Linked DNA regions of Ovis aries: region 2 is linked to region 1. A link is a contact called in public Hi-C data. All regions are on one chromosome and are shown on one strand. Each heading gives the region's core, a stretch centred on a gene start, on an enhancer-like site or on the middle of the called end of the contact. The rest is flanking DNA. Distances are from core to core; before and after follow the strand shown. Region 1 has its middle 27 kb from the start of TPRG1. Region 2 has its middle 180 kb from the start of TRNAS-GGA.

Region 1 (3,774 bases), core at 358-2,857:
TAATTGCTTGTGGGTGGGTTCCTCAATGTGCTCTGAGTTCTTTGAGGACAGAGGCTGTCTTATATGTACCTTCCCAGCCTCCCTTGAGCTTGCCACAGCTTATAAGCTCAGTTAGATCCTACTGAATAAAAAACTAAACAAATAAAAGCAAAACGGATCTCATTGAAGGGATAGGTCCCAGTAGGATTTATGAAAAGCTTTTGGAGTCTTTAGATGTTTCTGCAGCTTTGCTGAATGTGAAGTAAAGTGAAGTGAAGTGGCTCAGTCGTGTCTGACTCTTTGTGACCCTATAGACTGTAGCCTACCAGGCTCGTCTGTCCATGGAATTTTCCAGGCAAGAATACTAGAGTAGGTTGCCATTTCCTTCTCTAGCATATCACACCAAGAGTTACTTCTAGTGAGCTGTGTCTTCTGCAGGGTATTTCTGTTAATGCTAATAGTGAGTCCGAGCATTTACTTAATGCCCCTTGAATTGGTACTGTGCTAAATACTTTACAAGCCTTATTTAATGAGTACAACATCCCTCTGAGATATGTAGATGCTTCGTCCATTCTATAGATGAGGAAGCTAAGATTTGGAGAGGTTGAACAACTCACCCAAGGTCAAGTAGTTAGGATGTGGCAGAGGCAGAATTTGACCCACATCTGCTGACTCCAGAGCTTGGGTCTTAACTACCCCTCTATCCACTGAACGAGGTGTGTTGCTCAAGGTGGAGCAGAGTTAGCAGTGAGACCCATCTCAGGGAGATCCCCTTAGAACTGGGAGCTTGTTTGACTAAAAGAAATTGAACTCTTCAGAATCTTCTTGACTTATATCCAATTATACTCTCTACTCTAGCAGTGAAGAAAAGGAGAAGTCTGTAGGAACAGGACAAGTTTAGAGGGGCTAGAGCATTTTGGATGATGGGAGACACAACATAGAAGCTTTCAAAGGAGCAAGAAGGGAAGGCTCCTGCCTTCCTGGACTGTGGTGAGATTAGAGGCCTACAGAAACAGAAGGAAGTGAAAAGGTAAGGCCCTTTTTGTACCAGGGCACTTCGAGTCTGGAAGGTCTTTTGGAGATATTTCTCCTTGTTTCTTCACTTGGCCTGGGGCTGTCTTCTATTTGGGAGCCATTTTCTTCTGAGACATTCCAGAGCAGAGCACAGGGTCCCCAGGTAGTGAAGCGGTGAGGGGCTGCAGGCTCAGAGCACCTGAAGGTCTCCTGAGCTGATCATCCAGGATTCTCCAGTGCGGAAGGAGGCAGGAACTTGGGGAAGCCGCTGTCTTCAGAAGTTAGCCGGCATGTTTGGCTGACTTCTGCTTGTTGCCTGGGCGTAGTAGGTGGGGCTGGGCAGGAGGTTAAGAAACCTCAACAGATGGCAGCAATCAGTGGGTGTTGGTGGCCATTTCTCCTAAGTGTTGAAAAGATGGTCATCGTGTGCCTGTGACAATCAAACTCAACTCCAAGTTCCTCTGTCCTAGAACACAGACTAGAATAATCCTTTCTCAGCCTCCAGAAGGAAAGTTTTCAGAGAGAGGCGGTATCGAGGGAATACAGCAGCCGCCTGAGGTTCTGATTCACCATGTGACGTCTCCTGCCCAGTCACAAGCTCTGATGTCTGCGGAGATTTGTTTGTCAGTCTGCAAGGACAGAGATGAAAGGCAATTTGCCCTAACCTTCCCCCTCCCTTCTGGTTGGTAAGGGAAAAGTGTCCGCACACTGCCATCTGGTGGCAACTGCTGGTCACTGCAGTTCAAGTGAGAACGTTTGCTCAACCAACACTTTGGAGAAGGGGCCCACTTTCCTTCTTATAATGAACAAAATATGGTTCCTGCCCTTGAAGAGCATTAAGAAGGACCATAAAGAAGACTGAGCATCAAAGAATTGTTGCTTTTGAACTGTGATGCTTGAGAACACTCTTGAGTGTCCCTTGGACAGCAAGGAGATCAAACTAGTCAATCCTAAAGGAAATCGGTCCTAAATATTCATTAGAAGGACTCATGCTGAAGCTGAATCTCCAATACTTTGGCCACCTGATGTGAAGAGCCTACTCATTGGAAAAGACCGTGATGCTGGGAAAGAGTGAAGGCAAGAGGAGAAGAGGGTGACAGGACGAGATGGTCAGATGGCATCATTGACTCAACGGATATGAGTCTAAGCAAACTCTGGGAGATAGTGAAGGACAGGGACGCCTGCCCTTCCCTGACATGCTGCAATCCATGGGGTCACAGAAAGTCAGACACGACTGAGTGACTGAAAACGACTTGAAGAGCTCCCAGTCTAATGGAAAAACCTGACATGTTAGCAAATAATTGTATCTTAAAAAGCACCATTTTAGGAGTGTAAACTGTTAGGTAATCTGATTGATAAGTAAGGAATGTGGGAAAGAAGTTATAGACAAAAGCTGGAAAAAGGTTGAGGCCAGGCCATGAAAGACTTTGAATGTCTGAGTAAGGCAATGAGTCCATATAAGATGAGTTAGCAGGAAAATCTGGGATCAGGTTTCAGTGGTAAAGTAATCTGGACAAGTGTCTATACGTATGCTCTCAAGCTTCTAGACCCTTTAGTTATTTGAAGTCTCCTATGGAACCTATCGGAGAAGGCAATGGCACCCCACTCCAGTACTCTTGCCTGGAAAATCCCATGGACAGAGGAGCCTGGTGGGCTGCAGTCCATTGGGTCGCTAAGAGTCGGACACGACTGAGTGACTTCACTTTCACTTTTCACTTTCATGCACTGGAGAAGGAAATGGCAACCCACTTCAGTGTTCTTGCGTGGGGAATCCCAGGGACAGGGGAGCCTGGTGGGCTGCCATCTATGGGGTCTCACAGAGTCGGACACGACTGAAGCGACTTAGCAGCAGCAGCAGCATGGAACCCATATGTAAACTAGCTGAAGCCATAGATATTCAGGGTGAAGTAGAAGGGACAGTTTAGAGCCTGAAGAATTGTCTCCCACCCTCCATCTCCCTTCCTTGGTGCATGTAGATGCTTTGGGGCAATACTGAAGCCCAGCAAAACATAGTTTAATACCTACCGCTGTGGACAGTCCCTTCACTAACGTGACCTTTCCTGTTCTGATCCTAGAGCTAACCACATCCTGTCCTTCTCATATATTAGGTCCTAGATATTTTCCTATATTTTAAATTAATGACAAAATTATGCTACTTATTCTTGATATTTTTAAAGATACTGTTTTTTAGAGCACTTTTAGGTTCACAGCTTAATTAAGAGGAAGATAGAGAGACTTCCTATGTATTCCTTGCCATTCCACGTGGCTCCCCCATTTACTATCAGCTGTTCCAAGAGGAGTATGTTTGTTACCACCGATTACCCATGAACCTCTACTGACATATCATAATCAACCAAAGCACAGAGGTTGCATTAGAGTTTTACTGCCCTAAAAACATTCTGTGTTCATCCCTTTCCCCACTCCCTGGTAACCACTGACCTCTTTATTGTCTCCCAAGTTTTGCCTTTCCAGAATGTCATACAGCTGAAATCATATACAGTATGTAGCCTTTTAAGACTGACTTCTTTCCTATGCTTTTCATTAGAGCTGCTTACATTAAACTTTATTTTATGCTCACCCCCATTATATTAATAAATTAACTTTCTTAAACACGAAACCTATATCACTTGGTCCCTGGCTCTAGTTGCAAGAGGGTACATGTAGGAAGGTGACTAGAGACCAGCCATCTCTGCAGTGCCTATTAAGCATCATTTATCTGCTGCCCAATATGCTAATTCACATTCAGTATGTGCAGCATACATGCCGTCCTTGGCCCACAGA
Region 2 (3,774 bases), core at 376-2,875, 180 kb before region 1:
CTGACCATGGCATTTTTCTAGGCAAGAACACTAGAGTGGGTTGCCATTTCCTTCTTCAGGGGATCTTCCTGACCCAGGGATTGAACCTGCATCTCCTGCATTTCAGGCAGATTCTTTACCACTAAGTCACCAGGGAAGCCCTTGCTTCAAAGAGGCAAATACAAAACAATTAAAATATTCTGTTACCTATTCCTTCTCTCTCTCTCTTTTTTTCCAGTGTGCTACTTGTTGTTGCTTCTTTATTCATACATCTGGTGGAGATCTTGAGCGCACATGGGAGACAGACCTAGAGTTAAGTCCAGAGTGGTCAGCAAAGGTAAGGGCTAGATTAGTCCCAGAAGTGAGTGAAGCTGGCCTTGGTTTTTGGAGTCAGGAGCAATGAGTGGCCTTGGAGACTTCTGGCACTGGGGAAAGTTGCAGCTGTTTGTGCCCAGTTTCATACTCTGGACTTGGGTAGAGGTGAGAATATGGGGGTAGTGATCCAAGGCCATAGGGAGCGAGGCCGATGGCCATGCTGGAGATGCCCAGGTCACTTTGAGCAACTCCTCTCTCTGGCTAGGTGGATCTTTGCTCCCCTGGAAGACCACAGTATGAGTACTGGACGCACCCTAGGACAAGGGGGGGAGTCCCAAGTGTGGCTCCCAAGTTGGTCACTCACCAGCAGACGACTGTGAACAAGTCAGGTCCCTCGCTGACACTCCATACGACTTGCTACTGTGCTTCTGTGGCCATGAAGCTCATGAGTGTGCTTGGCCCACTGTGGACGTACAGACAGGTGAGACACTGAGGAAGGCGAGTCTAGGATTGCCTCCTCTGCAGTTCCTCATGAGGCAGTTATGCTGATGGAAGGCACAGCAGATGGACTCACACATACCTGACAGGAAGATGGGCATGGTTTTCAGTTACCCAGTTTCCAGCTCTGGAACTGTTAAACCTACCAGTGAGGATCGGCAGCACTAGCAAGTTTTGTGTGGGAGTGGGTGGAGGTGCTGGCTAGGATGGGGGAGCAGCCCAGGGAGAAAGGAGAGGGGAGGATGGATGAATGGAGTTGAGATCCACGCCTGGAAATTAATGTCATTGAAGTGAACGCTGCTCAGGTTCCAGCCTGGTGAGGGAAAGGGAGAGGCCATTGGGAGATCGGGTTCTCTCAGCTCTGCATTGATTCATCCTATGTCCCGAGGGCACCCGAGCTTCTCTCCCAGCCTCAGTTTCTCCATCTGTAAAATAAGATGCTACTTTCCCAAAGGTTGCAAAAGTCTAAGGATTTTCTCATTCAAGGGGAGTTTTCGACGGATGAATGAAAGAGACAGGAAAAACACCACAGTCTTTGCCCCAGACCCCCGGGGCCCAGGCCTCTTAAACCAATTTTGGAACCACTGCCTGGCAGTAGTGGGATAAAGCCAGAGGTTTCGTGTACGTCGGTGAGTGTGTGTGCGTGACAAGAGGGCTGTTAAATGAATCACTTTGTATCTAGCGGGGCAGCACCTGCTCCTCAGCCTCCAAAGGCAGCGTGAGCAACACAATCATTCAAAAGCTGCCGCTTTCCATTCACGTCTATAATTAGAGAGCGGGCTGCACAGGCAGCTGGCGCTGCAGGGGGCAGGGCCTATCCCTTAGCCCCACCCCCTTCCAGTCTGTTCCCCGCCCTCCGCCCGCGGAGTCTCCCGCAGCCTTCACCCTGCACTAGCCCCGGGCTAGGGGCTTGGCTCCCAGCCGCAGGATTCCTTCACTTACTGCCTGGACACGGGGCCCCCCTCCGCACCCTCACCTTGGGGCCCCCTATCAAGAAGGGTGGCTGTATTGGGGGTGGCATCCCCCTTAACCCCACCCGGCTACTCTGGCGTCCCGCCCTCCCCGCTCCCGCCTGCTCCCCCGCCCTCCCCGCCGCCCCTCCCAGCCACCTCTCCCTCTTTGTCGCATTACATAGTAATCTGAGATGCATTGGATGAGCTCCAGGGAACAGAATGTACTTGGCAGAGACGCAGGGCTTGATGTCTGCAAAATGTCGGAAACGCAGCCAAGAGCTGCTAACTGGGTCATTAACCTCCAAAAGCAAAGCGAGGACTGTAGGCCCGCTCTGCCTCCCTTCATCTCGCCAATAAAAGTGCCTCAGTGTGAGGGGAAGAAAAAGCCCCAAGGTTGGCTGCTTTGATTTCTAGGCACCAAAGGCAGGCCCAGCCCCTCCTCCTGGCCCGGGCTCTCTGGCCGCCCCTGCGCGGCGTCCCAGTGTACAAGTGGCCTTTGAAAGGCCGGGCCACCCCGCGGGGCCAAGCTCGCGCCTCTGGAAAGATGTTACCCGGCAGCCCTTGCCTACCGCACAGCCTCTGGCGCATTTAATTGGGTCCTGGAGGAGAAATGGGAGTGGGGTGGGGAAGGATTAGTGGAACAGGTTCTAGGTCCATCCCAGATCCCAGGACTAGAGGGGAGGGTTTGCCCTTCCTCTTCTGCGATGCTCCCTCTGCCTCCTTCCCTCCTCCTACGTGGCCTTCTCTTCCTTTCTCCTCTCTGGTCTCCTTTCTGAGAGCAGGCTGTGGGGTGGCTGTCTGGGTACGTGGCTGGCTCCAGGAGACTTGAGCTCTGTCACTTACTGTGTGACCTTGGATGAGTCATCCATTTGTCTACTCCTTCATTCCCTTATATGTCAGTTGCTGGCCGCAGTAACACCTTCCTGACCCATCTAGCAAAATCATGAGGCTCAAAAGTGACTGTCACTTGCAAACTGCAAAGCTCTGCTTATTGTCACTGACTGACTTAGTGTCACTGACTTTTGACTCCTCTGAAAGCCCCAAGGTCCAAACTTGCGGATCTGTGTATACTCCTGAGAAACATAGGAATATAAAGTAGTCTTACCATGAAGCTTCAAAGGTTTGAATACTCACAAGGGGGTAGCCCCTAAAATCCACCCCTCTCAAGCTGTCTGGCCCTGTTGGATTGCCAAACAGATACTTCCCCCTGATATCCAAACCCACTTCTCCCGAGGCTGGATAGAGAGAGAAAGTTCATGGCACTGAAACCCAAAGAGATGGTGCAGTTCCCCAAATGATGAGACCAGCTTACTTGGTGGAGGGAGGGAGGACAGTTGGCTTGGTGAGAATGGCAGCAGCCTATGCCCCGTGAGTCTGGACATCTGGGTCGTCTCACTCCAAGTCCCAAGGACTGGGAAAGTTGACTTATGCAACCCCACTCAGGAAAAGGACAGCTTATCCCTGGTGGTGTTCACAGAATTAGAACCAAGTCTGACCAGGCATCAGGATTCTTCCTGCCCATCCCTGCCGGGGTTCACTCTGCCCTCCATGTGGCCACAGCAGATCCATTCTGCTCACCATGTGTCATGTAGCCCACACTCCCCTGCCACTGAGCCTTGCCTGCAGCTTCTTTCTTAAATTTACCTGGCAGACTACTTGACCTCTCATGAACTCACATTCAAATCCTTTGCTTCCTTCAAAACACAGCTCACACGCCAACTCCTCTTTCTAGATGGGACGTCTTTCTCTTTCAACTCTTCTTGGGACTTTTTAATACTGTCTCAGTGTAACCAACCATCTTTGTGCTTATTACATCCTTCCTGTGGAGTACACTTTTGTCTGCGGATAGGAGCCCTTCATTGCTGATCTCAGCTCTGAAGGCTAAGGTGACCATAGGTCCTGGTTTGTCTTCCTACCTATGCTTGTTGCCCTGATATGATTAATGTCTTCCTCTTTTACCCTGGAGTGCTCTGGTCTGGATGATAAATTCCGTGGTCACCTTACTGAGGGTTTCTATCCAAGCACCTGG

The links. Hi-C and Micro-C count contacts between places; a contact is called where the count stands out from the background.
Region 2: a contact with region 1 is called in a Hi-C map of muscle, with 5 times the contacts expected there. The contact joins two enhancer-like sites. A contact is called at or near these places in 9 of 16 Hi-C or Micro-C datasets (hypothalamus, liver, mesenteric adipose tissue and 5 more).

Annotation. Positions count from the first base shown.
Region 1 is chr1:199,000,529-199,004,302 of ARS-UI_Ramb_v3.0, reverse strand. No RefSeq gene overlaps it. Among named protein-coding and RNA genes, the nearest start is that of TPRG1, 27 kb to the right of the region's middle. Within about 2 kb of position 1,607, at least 18 of the 54 cell types and tissues checked have an H3K27ac peak or open chromatin away from gene starts, as enhancers often do. A contact at or near this core is called in muscle and tail adipose tissue, where this site is marked.
Region 2 is chr1:199,177,587-199,181,360 of ARS-UI_Ramb_v3.0, reverse strand. No RefSeq gene overlaps it. Among named protein-coding and RNA genes, the nearest start is that of TRNAS-GGA, 180 kb to the left of the region's middle. Within about 2 kb of position 1,625, at least 48 of the 54 cell types and tissues checked have an H3K27ac peak or open chromatin away from gene starts, as enhancers often do. A contact at or near this core is called in muscle and tail adipose tissue, where this site is marked.